Linked DNA regions of Mus musculus: region 1 is linked to region 2. The links are chromatin contacts, called in public Hi-C maps. All regions are on one chromosome and are shown on one strand. The core of a region is the stretch at or near the end of the contact, and the rest is flanking DNA. Distances in the headings are between cores, read along the strand shown.

Region 1 (5,885 bases), core at 49-2,548, 530 kb before region 2:
TCAGGGAAAAAAAAAAAGTTGAATTCTAAAATACTCACAGGAGACATGTAATAGGGTGTGCCAACAAACGTTTTTGCAAAACTCGTGTCGTGATTTAATATTCTAGCTAGTCCAAAGTCCCCCAGCTTGACATTGTGTTTGCTGTCCAGGAAGACATTGGCTGGCTTCAGGTCCCGGTGAAGCACAGTGTGGCCACCATCGCTCCTTCTGTGACACTCTTTCAGGGCCAGCGTCAACTGAGTCATCACTCGAAGGACAAACTCTTCCTCCAAGTACTGTCTGGAGAAAAAGCACATTTCACAACCCTGAATAAAAGCCATCTTCAATCTGGGGCAAGTCATTCAGAGCGTACAAACATGGAAGTTAATTATTATTAGATACGAACCGTGGGGCTCTTTCACCTTACCTATCCTTGGTCCCCTTTGAAATGACACTAGCCAGGTCCCCTCCCTCACAGTATTCCATTACGATGTACAGGGTTGTGTTGGTTCGGTCAATAATGCGATCATAGTAACTGACGATGTTTGGATGTTTCAGCTCCCGAAGCAAGTTCACTTCAGACACAAGCATCTGCTTCTCCACCTCCGTCATGGAGCCATAGTCAAGCTCTTTCCACACCAGGATCTGAAATACAACATTTCCAAGGTGTGAGACAAAGGGTGAAATTTCCAAAGTTGAAAAACAAAACACTAACAACTCAATGGGTGTGTCAGTGAGGGAGTCGAGACCGGGTTAATTTAGTGGGAAGACCCACCCGAAATGTGGGCGGTACCATCCCCAGCGCTTGAGTCCGGGACGGCGTGTGGCGCAGCGGCGAAGCAGGTCACGTGAGCTCGTCTTTCTGCTCGCCGCGGATTCGCGCCTCCACCGGTTCCCAGCCGCGGCTGCCCGCTCCACGAGCCCGTCCCTTCTTAGGAGGCTACAGCCCGGTCCTTCACGAGAGTTCAGGTGGCCGCCCTGCCCCTCCCCAGCGTGGGCGACGCTTGCTTCTCCCTAAGCCCGCCGTGGAAGGGCTGCCCGGCGCCTCACCTTGCCGTCGCTCTTCCTCCGAATCTTCTGACAGCGGCCGTAGGAGCCGGTGCCGATGCTGTGCAGCACCTCGTAGTCCTCCACCCGGGACGGCATGGCGAGCGGCCACCCTGGCAACCACACCACCGCGCCGCTCGGAGCCCAGGCTCGCCCGCTGCAGGCCAACCGCGCCGAAACCCGAGCCCCTCGTCTGCCTGCCTGAGTCGGCGAGCAACCGGCCACCGGGTCAACCGTCGCGGGCTTCGGCCTCGCATTCTATTGGTCCACAGCGAAGGTGCATCTCAACTCTGATTGGCTGAGAAAACACAACACTGCTAGGCATCCTGGGAAAATGCGTGTCGCTAGGCAACCGCGTCGGCGTTGGTGTCTGCGTCTAGCTGCTCTACGGAATACGAGCCGCGCCGAAAACCCCTGGGATTTGGGATCGCAAAGCCTGTTGGGGCCTCGGTAATTCCATTCCTTGGCTGAAGTCGCTATGGTAACGGATGTCCGAGGCTCTGGACTGGAGACACTGGCCTTTTGACCTTTCCACTTTGACCCCACCCTTTTCCGACTCCTCTGCACTCGGGTCCTGAACCTAAGCCCTTGTGTGTTGAGGATTTGATGACCCTGAGGGTGCGGTGAGTGCACCGAGCACTTTATAGTCCTCACACCTAGAGAGCCAGAATCCCTGTTCCAGCCCGGCTTGGTGGCGCGCTCAGGCAGATCTCTGTGAGCTTGAGGACATCCAGAGCTTTGTAGAGGGTCCCTGCCTTACCCCCACCCGCGAGAAAGACACCCCACGCCCAGAGAGAGAGAGAGACAGAGAGAGAGAAACTAGGCCCAACTGCCCAGAAGAGAACTAATTAAAAAATAATAAGAATAAAGGATATTCATAGTAATAACGCAGAGTTGACATGTGTTTTCTGAGCACAGTTAGCATAGTCTAGATCTCTGAACATTAAACTGAGAGACCTGTTGAACATAGAAACGTATCCAAAGCTTAGGGACTGAGTATGGAAGCATTCAGAACAGAGTCACCACACTGCCAAATTGTACTTCTAAGACATCTACCAAAAAAGTGTGTTAGGAAAAAAAAAAAAAAAAAGGTGTTCCCTAATAGCCAATCCGGGAGCTGCATGCAGTTTGCTGACTTGAGCTCACATAGCCAGTGACATGGCCCCGCTTTGACTTGGGGAAGGGGAGCTAAAGGCTTCCATCCAGAGCAGGTGGGGGGTAATGTGCATTACCAGAAAGCTAATAATCTGCTGCATAAATGGGTCATTGTTCTTAAAATATCTGTTCATGCTGTGATTGAAAAAGAACCCAATGTCCTATTAATAAGAATTAGAAGCCTCCTTATGTTAAAAATAAATGTATTTTGTGCGCTGAATTTAGTATAAGCTAATTGGAATTGCCAGCCAGGAGAACTTTTAAATTAGCATTCAAGGACATTGTCACACCTCAAAGGGGTAGGATTAATTTAGGTCTCAGAAATTATATAAGGAGCTACAAATGCCTGAGGTCATTTATATGGTGTGTGTGTGTCATATGTGATGTGTGTGGTATGTTTGTGTGTGTGTCGTATGTGATATGTGTGGTATGTTTGTGTGTGTGTGTCGTATGTAATGTGTGTAGTATGTTGTGTGTGTGTGTGCTGTGTGTGTTGTTTATGATGTGTAGAGTGTTGTATGTGATATGTGTAGCATGTTGTGTGTGTGGTGTGTTTGTGATATGTGGTGTATAGGCGTGTGGTGTGTATGTGATGGGTGTACTGATGCTTATGTTGAGTTTGTTGACCAGCCTGCTTCACACACAACCTTTCATCTTCTTTCTAGACAAAGAGCTCTTACTCTTCGCTCCAAACACAACACACTTTCTCAGCTTCTCAAGACTAACTTGGTACTTGTCCTTCCAGTTGTTAGAAGTTCCACTTGCATCCCTACCTCGTGCCTTACCCCACCTTGGTTACTGTTGATTGACAGGATGTAGAATCACCTAGGGGGTCAAGCCTTTGGGTACACTTGTAGAGACAGCGTAGATTAGGTCAGCCTCCGAGCATGCCTGTGAGGGTTTATGTTAAATTAATCGAATGGAAAAGACACACCCTAAAAGTGGGCAACAATGTTCTTTGGTCCTTGCTTAGTTTCTTTTCTGTTGCTGCGAAGAAACACTATGGCCAAGCCAACTTACAAAAGAAAGCATTTAAATTGGGGGCTTACAGTTTCAGAGAGTGAGTCCTTTATTATCCTCATGTCAGGAAACATGGTGGCAGGCAGGCGTGATAGCACTGGAACCGTAGCTGAGAGCTTCCAGATTGAGATGTGAACCACAGAGCACAGAGAGAAGGGAGAGAGAGGGAGACTCTTCCTGGCATGGGCTTTTAAAACCCCAAAGCCCACCCTTAGTGGCACACCTCCAACAAGGCTACACTTCCTAATAACTTCCCAGAACAGACCTACCAAGTAGGGACCAAGCATTCAAATATATGAGCCTCTGGGGACCATTCTCATGCAAACCACCAGTCTAGGACTACATAAAAAAGAGAAGGCTAGGTAAGCACACACATTTGTTTATCTCTTCCTGTTTCCTGGCTGCAGGTGCAAAGTGACCAGAAGCATCAAGTTTCTTTTTGGTTTTGTTTTGTTTTGTTTTCATGACAGGGTTTCTCAGTATAGCCCTGGCTGTCCTGGAACTCACTCTGTAGACCAGGCTGGCCTCAGACTCAGAGATCCACCTGCTTGTGGCATGCAACACCATGCCAGGCTGTAAAGTCTCTGCTTTCCAAGGCTGATGAACTGTGAAACAGTTGAACCCACCTCTTCCTGAGCTGCTTCTGCCCAGGATTTTACTCAAGGCAACAGCATGCTCCCTCTATTATGTTTATCCAGAGGACACAACTTGTCCTGCAAGGCGGAATTCCAACCTTGTCACCTCTGCTCTGAGGGGCCTCATCCAAGATGTTCAGAGAACAGTGTAAATCAATTCTGTCGTGATATCTGTGATTGTTTTCTAGCTGAACATCAAACTGCTTGTGGCCAGTGTAAGTCCTGCAATAGAGAAGGCAGAAAAAAAAAAAAAGCTTTGTTAAATAAAGATGCAGTAAGGCCTGTTATTAAGACTTACACAGAGATTCCAAATGATCCCTGAAGTATTCAGCCATGCCAGCTGTATCTCGGGGGAGCTGTCCTGGGAGTATAGAGAGAGGCCCTAGGTGAGAGTGTTCAGCCACAATGACCACCATAATAAAAAAGGCGGGGGAGGATTTACAGGACAAATCAGTAATTACCAAAGTGGGAAATGGTTGGCTTTGGGGGTTCCTCTCAGCGGTATAGAGTTCATCCAACAAACACAAGGCCCTGAGTTCAGTCCTCAGTATGGGGTCATCGGGTGTGGATGGGAGGTGGGGCAGGAATCAACCGAGAGCGGAGAGATGAGCCTACCCTGCTCTGGGCAGCCATCTGGCTCCTGCAGGACCTGGCTCACACTATTCTTGCCCAATCTGCTTCTGCTGTCAGTCCCCATTAACAGTGTGTGCCATCTCAAGGGAGGGACCTTTTGCACTGTGCCCTGGGCCCACAGTGCACTTCCTGGGCAAGCTCCTGGCTTTTGTCCTGACTTTGCTACTTTTTTGTCTTCCTTCTCTTAGCTAAAGGCTAGCATCGTTAGCTCTGTTCACTGAAGAATCTCCAGGCTCGCCTCCGGGAGCGTCTGTGTACTGACACAAGCTTCCCACTAGAGGGCGGTACGCCACTGCGTAATAAGGAGCAGCTCTGCACCACCCGCAGACTCCAAGACTGGCCTGGGAGGATGTTGGGTCAGACATTTTGTGAGTGAGTCATCTTGAGGATTACTTGGGGCGGTTTGAAATCTGGGTTTATGACAATGTTTTGAAGTTATTAGTAAAGATTTCTACAAAGAGAAAAATAAAGGGAAAGGTTCTTGGTAAGAATCGGACGACATCATGACACACTGTCTCAAAAATTTAGAGTAGGTGCTCAGCTTACCTTTCCTGGGTCAGTGCAGCTCCCACCCCTCATCAGAGCGGCCTCTCTTCACAGCAAATGGAGCCCATCACGGAAAACCACAACTGGACACAATGCAGAAATCAACAGGTCATGAGGAGCCCAGCTGCAGGGAATACACGGACACACAGCACCTTTGTCTATGGTTCAGGAAAAGCAAACGAATAGGGAGCTGAAAGATCTGAGGAGCCAGAGGACCAAGGCATCCGCTGTGAACAGCCGCTCTAGAAATGGCTGCATAAGGAGGAAAAGTCAGGAACAATGTCATATCAGCGGACGAGCTGGCATGGAATAAGGAAAGGTTGTCAGGGTTTTTCCTCTAGACAAAGAACGAAGGCAACTAACAACTGCCAGAAGGAGAGGTAGCCTCTCCCAGGGATTGTTTGTCTAATGCCAAGTGGTTGTCCTTGGAACTGTACACACACACAGACAACAGAAACAGATTCATTTATATGTATCTGTGCATGCGCACACACACATATATGTGTGTAACAATAATAATAAAAAAAAAAAGTCCACCAATTGAAAGGGGGGAAGGAAGGGGGTCCAGGGAGGGGGAAGCCATGGGATTCTATTTCAATTCCAAACATTAAAAAAAAAAAAAAAAAAAAAAAAAAAAAAAAAACCTGTAAAAGGGCTGGTGAGATGGCTCAGTGGCTCTTAAAGGTCGTGAGTTCAATTCCCAGCAGCCACATGGTGGCTTACAACCATCCATAATGAGAAATAAATAAAGAACCTATAGGCTGAAGCAAGCAGGGCCAGAGCAAGAGGGAGAATGGGAAGGGGAAAGAAAGAAAGAAAGAAAAACAAAACAAAACTGTGTAATGCACAGTATATGTTCAGTAAATAACT
Region 2 (5,853 bases), core at 1,272-3,771:
GAATGTGGTGCACATACATGCATGCAGACACAGCATCCACACACATACAATGAAATAGTTTTTAAAAAGAATTATGTTACCAAGATACATTTGCTTTGTTTCTGTGTTCCCCCGTGCAACACCCAGATTGTTTGTTTCTAACACCTAGCATGCCTGGTGTGTGGTGGCACATGCCTGCAATCATAGCTCTCTGGAGGTGGAGGCCTGAGGGTTAAGAGTTTGAGGTCATCTTTTATGGCCTAATAAGTTATAGGCCAAACTTCATGAGACCTGGTTGCAGAAGGGATGGGGGTTGAGTGAGAAGAGGAGAACAAAGGGAGGAGGGAGAGGGAAAGGAGAAGAATGAGGAGAGAGGAGAAGGACAGGAGAGGGAGGAGGGAGGGAGGGAGGGAGGGAGAGGAGGGAAGAGGGAGGAGAAAGAAGAGAGGAGGGAAGAAGGAAGAGGAAAGAGGGAGGAAGGAGAGAAGAGGGAGGAGGGAAGAGGGAGATGAGAGGGAGGAGGGAGGAGGGAGAGGAGAGGGAGGAGGAAAGGAGGAGAGAGGAGAAAGAAAGGGGAAGGGAAGAGGGAGGAGGGAAGAGGCAGGAGGGAGGAGGGTAGAGGGAGGAGGGAGGAGGGTTAGGGTTAGGCTCTCTGAAGCAAGCTTGCACCGCCTCCATGACTTCACGGAGAAGTCTGGGCCTCATCTACCCCTCTAGCTCACCCATCTTCCTGTGCATGTGGCTTGGCTGACCTTTTCTGAATCCCCTTAACCTTGTCAGAGCTCTTCCCTACAGCTCAGCACATGCCAGGTTTCCCCATAGGCAGCAGGGAACATCCCAAACCACGGTGCTCCAGCTTAGGAAGGTCCTGGCTGAGGTTCCACAGCACTCACTTTGTAACTCCAGAGCATTCGAGCTCTCTGTACGTGTTGCATTTCTGTTGCTGGGGTTAAGTACTCTGACAAACAACTCCGGGGAGAGCTTGTTTTAGTTTACAACTCCAGGTTACAGACCATGACAGTGACGAGGCCAAGGCAGGAAGCCGAAGCAGCCAGCCACAGCTGTGAAGAAAAGGAATCCATACATATTTACTGCTCAGCTCTCTTCCTCCACTCTTACATTGTCCAGGGCCCTGCCTACTGTGCCTAGTGTTGCCACAGTAGGTCGGTCTTTCCACCGCCATTAAGGTAATCAAGACAGTCCCACCACCACCAAGGCCAATCTGATCTAAAGAATCTTTCACTGAGACTGTTGCCAGTCTAGTCTACCTTGTATCATTTGTACAATTAAAAAGTATCACAGGTATCAGAGATAGCTTAGCAGTTAAAGGCTAGGCTCACAACTTGAACACTAGCCACCATAGGGGCTGAGAGATAGCTCAGCCTTTAAAGGCTAGGCTCACAATTGAAACACTAGCTACCACACTGTCTTAGTTAGGGTTTTATTGCTATGAACAGACACCATGACCAAGGCAAGTCTTATAAAAAAACATTTAATTGGGACTGGCTTACAAGTTCAGGGGTTCAGTCCATCATCATCAAGGTGGGAGCAGGGCAGTATCCAGGCTGGCATGGTCCAGGCAGAGCTGAGAGTTCTACATCTTCATCCAAAGGCTGCTAGTGGAAGACTGACTTCCAGGCAACTAGAGTGAGAGTCTTAAGCCCGTACCCACAGTGACACACCTACTCCAACCAGGTCACACCTATTCCAACAAGGCCACACCTCCAAATGGTGCCACTCCCTGGCCCAAGAATATACAAACCATCACACACCCTGTCCATCACACACCCTGTCCACACACCCTGTCCATCACACACCCTGTCCATCACACACCCTGTCCATCACACACCCTGTGCCTTGCTGTTCTTTCTGATCTCATTTTGTGTGAACACTAACATCCTCCCTACAGTGCTGCTCTGAGGATGATGTCAGACCATGTATGTGAAGGGAAATGTGGAGCTTGCATGGGATGTTGTATCCATCAGCAGCTCACAGCAGAGCTGGACCACACAACGTGGTTAGAGTTGTCACTGGTGGCAGTCACCTGCGGCAACCTGCTTTATATTTCTGGTTAAAATTTCCTCATACATAAAATGGGACTGTCATATGGTGCCCAGTGGGGAATGACGTAGAGTTGCGCTTGCCCTTGGTGCCCTGCCCCCTCTGCACTTGGCCTTGAAAAGGACTATGTGAGCAACTGATTATATTCCTTCTGGAATGGTGAGCTGTGTCTCCTCTGTGTTGGAGACACCAGGTGTGATGAAGAATTTGGAGCAAAGGACCCCAGCCACACTCAGCTTCCACCTGTCTACCTCTTCTCTGAAGTCCCCAACCCTGATTCTTGATCTAATTACCTCTGTCCCCAGAGCTGTCCTACAACCTCCTTGGTCATCTGTCAGCCACTTGGGACAGAGGCAGAGAGCCACTTATTCCTCCTAGGAGGGGCTGCTCTGCCCTGGGAGGGGGATACCCCACGCATCACTTAAGGGCTGACTGCCCAGCTCCAGGCAAGTGTATTCGAGTGCCAATGCCAGGCAGGCTCAGATGAATCACCTCCCGTTCCATGTGGTCACCCTGGCTGGCAACAGAGGCCCTGTGTGCTTCTCTGTGTGGTTTCTTTCCATTCCGTGAGTCAGAAGGCACCAGTCACTGGCCATGTGATGCCGTAGTCTCCTGCCAAGGAACAGTGGCAAAGAATTTCTGGAAAACCCTGGAAGGACAAGGGAGGGCAGATGTGGTTGCCAGAAACAGGCCTGAGCTGAGAGGGCTGGATGCAATCTTGTGAGATTAGCATGGGGAAAGGGGCTCTGGTCTCATGAGGCCAAAGGCCCCTATAGTAGCAGCAGCTGCTGGGTGTAGGGCCAAACCTGGTTTCCCTGTGGTGGAATAACATGATCATTTGGTCTAATTATAAGCAGAAAGCTTTTTGTAATGTAAAAAATCTTGGTCATTTAAGAACTATAAAAAGGAAGAACTGCCCCTAGCAGACACTTTTTATTTATTAATTTCTTTAGTGTTGGCCTTTATAAAAAAAGGATGAAGAAGTAAAAGGAGGAGGAAGAGGAAGAGGAGGAGGAGGAGGAAAAAGAGGAGGAGGAGGAGGAGAGGAGGGGGAGGAGGAAGAGGAGGAGAGGAGGGGGAGGAGGAGAGGAGGGGGAGGGGAGGAAGAGGATGAGGAAGAGGAGGAGAGGAGGGGGAGGAGGAGAGGAGGGGGAGGGAAGGAAGAGGATGAGGAAGAGGAAGAGGAAGAAGAAGATCATTAGACTGTTCTGTCCTGGAACTCACTATGTAGACCAGGCTGGCCTCAAACTCACAGAGATCTGCCTACCTCTGCTCCTGAGTGCTAGGATTAAAAACATGGGCCACTATACCTGGCTGACTTATTATTTCTTTAATTATGTGTATGTGTAGGGGTATGTGCACATGTGTGCAGGTGATTGCAGAAGCCAGGAGCATCAGACACCCTAGAAAACTGGTTACAGTTGGCTGTGAGCCACCTGCCATGGGTGCTGGGAATGGATCTGTCCTCTTCAAGAGCGAGATGGTTCTGGCTGACAAGCCAGCTCCCCAGCCTCTAGTTTTCTGGCTTTTTGCTACTCACTGTGTAGCCAGGCTGGTTTCAAAGCTACTATGTAGCTCGAGCTGGCCTCTGGTTATGGAGTGCTGGGATTACAGACCTGCACCACCACAGACACTGTTCCAGCTTGCCAAGATGTTTCCTGTACATACATAGTGCCACCTGCCTGCCCCTGGCCTGTCATACTGCTGGACACTGCCCAAGTCTGGTCTTGATATTACCTGATGCCTGGGATACTGCGACTCTAGGTCCCTAGGATGGCAGTCAGCACAGAGTCAGCGGCCTCCCTTCTTGTGCTCCCTGGCCCCTGAAGGTGTCTTTTTTTTTTTTTTTTAAGATTTATTTATTTATTATATGTAAGTACACTGTAGCTGTCTTCAGACACACCAGAAGAGGACGTCAGATCTTGTTACGGATGGTTGTGAGCCACCATGTGGTTGCTGGGACTTGAACACTGGACCTTTGGAAGAGTAGTCGGGTACTCTTACCCACTGAGCCATCTCACCAGCCCTGAAGGTGTCTTAAAGGCTAAACGAGTCTCAACCAAATATGAGAAGACCCTTTGCTCAGAGCCTCAGGATTTACCACACCATCCCTGAGAGTCTGTGGATAGCTGGTTCCACATAACGACCAATGAGGATGTCACACATTCTAGCATTCTGGCTTTATTCCTAAGGAAGAGTTATAATAAATGAACTACCCAGTATATTCCTTATTGTAACTGTTAATGTGGTCATGTATGTGTGTGTGTGCCTTTGTGTGTGCATGTGCATGCATGCATGTATTAGTGTGTGTGTGGTATGTGGTATGTATGTGGAATGTGGTGGTCTGAGGGAGAAATGTCCTCCATAGGCTCAGGTATTTAGATGCTTGGTCCCCAGTTGCTTGACTGTTTGGGGAGGCTCTGGAACCTGTAGGCTTTCTGGTGGATGTCCATTAGTGAGAGAGAGTGGGTGTTGGGAGTTTCTAACCTCACTCGCAGTGTGCTCTTCTTGCTTTGTAGTTACTGTTGAAGATGCGATTTCTCCACTTCCTGATCCTGCTGCCATGTCTGCTGCTTCTGCCACCGCTCCCTGCCAGGATGGACTCCAGCCCTCCAGGATCATATGCTTAAACAACCCTTCCTTCTATAAGTTGCCCTTGTGGTCCTTTTTATCCCAACAACAAAAGGTACTGATAATAGCATTACCATACAGAATAGTATTAGTCCTTAGCGGGTTTTTGTTGTTGTTATTTGGTTTTGTTTTTCAAGACAAGGTTTTTCTATGTAGCCCTGGATGCCCTGGAACTCACTCTGTAGACCAAGCTAGCCTTGAACTTGAAGATCTGCCTCCCTCTGCTTCCTGGGTTCTGGGATAAAAGACATACACCACCATGCCTGGCTAGTCCTTGGTAATTATGATGGATGCAGTTTAAGGCCCAGAGTGCAAACTAGCAAGAAGCTGCTCAGATGTAAAGAAGTGTTTGGTATCAAGGTGACCAAGGTGAGTTTGTATTGTCAGCTTTGCTAGATTTAGAATCACCTAGGAGATGACCCTTTGGGTGTGTCTATGGAGGTATCTCCAGAGTTAAGAGTGGACCGAAGAGATCCTGAATTTGGGTGGCACCTTCCATGGGTTGAGGTCCTAGACTGAACAAAAAAGGGGACGTGTCATTCTGCTGCGAGCTGCCTCCTGCCTCACCCATAGGTCTTCCCACCATGACGGTATCCTAGAGCATCGAGGACTCCACACCTCAGACAGCAAGGTGAAATTGCAAACACTCCCTCCACCCCCGAAGTCAAAGGGTCTCCTGGCTGCACAGTGCCCTTAAGTGAGACACATCATGGTCTGCCTCCTATTTCTGCTAACACACATGCTTTCTGGGTTTGTCAACTGTCAGTGTGAAGGACAGTCTTCCCAGCCAGTCCATCATCCTTTACCCCTGACCTCCATCCTGGCTGGTACCCTGGCACCTCCTGCAGGTGTGGGGAGAGAGAGCACTGTGGTTGGGTGAGTGGATGGCATAGGTCATCTCAGGGCAAATCCCTGGCTTGCTGCATTCCTCAGGTCTCTCGCAGGATGCTGTAAACTCAGTGTAACACTGTCCAGGTCATCCCAGATCTCTGCAAATGACCATCAAGATTTGGGGTAGTATTACTTGGGCAGGTCAGTAGCTTCTTCCCACGTGGTTCGCAAGGGGCAGCCTGGGACCAGGGCACAGTCTCATGGTCCCAGCATAACTGATAGTTATGAAGAAAGAACAAACCACAGAGTGGGTGTGTCCTCCCCTTCCCACTGCTACAGTTCAGGCAAGGC

What was found. Hi-C and Micro-C count contacts between places; a contact is called where the count stands out from the background.
Region 1: a Hi-C map of the N1E-115 cell line shows a contact between it and region 2, with 21 times the contacts expected there. The contact joins the promoter of Nek2 here to the enhancer-like site in region 2. A contact is called at or near these places in 19 of 39 promoter capture datasets (the 3T3-L1 cell line, 3T3-L1-derived adipocytes, the C10 cell line and 11 more), 5 of 15 datasets of contacts at CTCF or cohesin (the NIH/3T3 cell line, embryonic stem cells, large pre-B cells and 2 more), 70 of 484 Hi-C or Micro-C datasets (the 63-12 cell line, B cells, the Ba/F3 cell line and 38 more), 23 of 115 datasets of contacts at active chromatin or transcription factors (the 230-238 cell line, the HPC-7 cell line, T-cell acute lymphoblastic leukemia and 15 more) and 3 of 9 other capture datasets (adipose tissue, liver and macrophages).

What each region holds. Positions count from the first base shown.
Region 1 is chr1:191,816,886-191,822,770 of GRCm38.p6, reverse strand. It overlaps Nek2 (NIMA (never in mitosis gene a)-related expressed kinase 2), which reads right to left and starts at 1,298. Exons shown (of 8, transcript NM_010892.3): 1 at 1,030-1,298; 2 at 407-624; 3 at 39-279. The coding sequence starts at 1,125.
Region 2 is chr1:191,289,294-191,295,146 of GRCm38.p6, reverse strand. No RefSeq gene overlaps it. Among named protein-coding and RNA genes, the nearest start is that of Nenf, 26 kb to the left of the region's middle. Within about 2 kb of position 2,521, at least 132 of the 459 cell types and tissues checked have an H3K27ac peak or open chromatin away from gene starts, as enhancers often do. A contact at or near this core is called in the Ba/F3 cell line, the N1E-115 cell line, the NIH/3T3 cell line and 12 more, where this site is marked.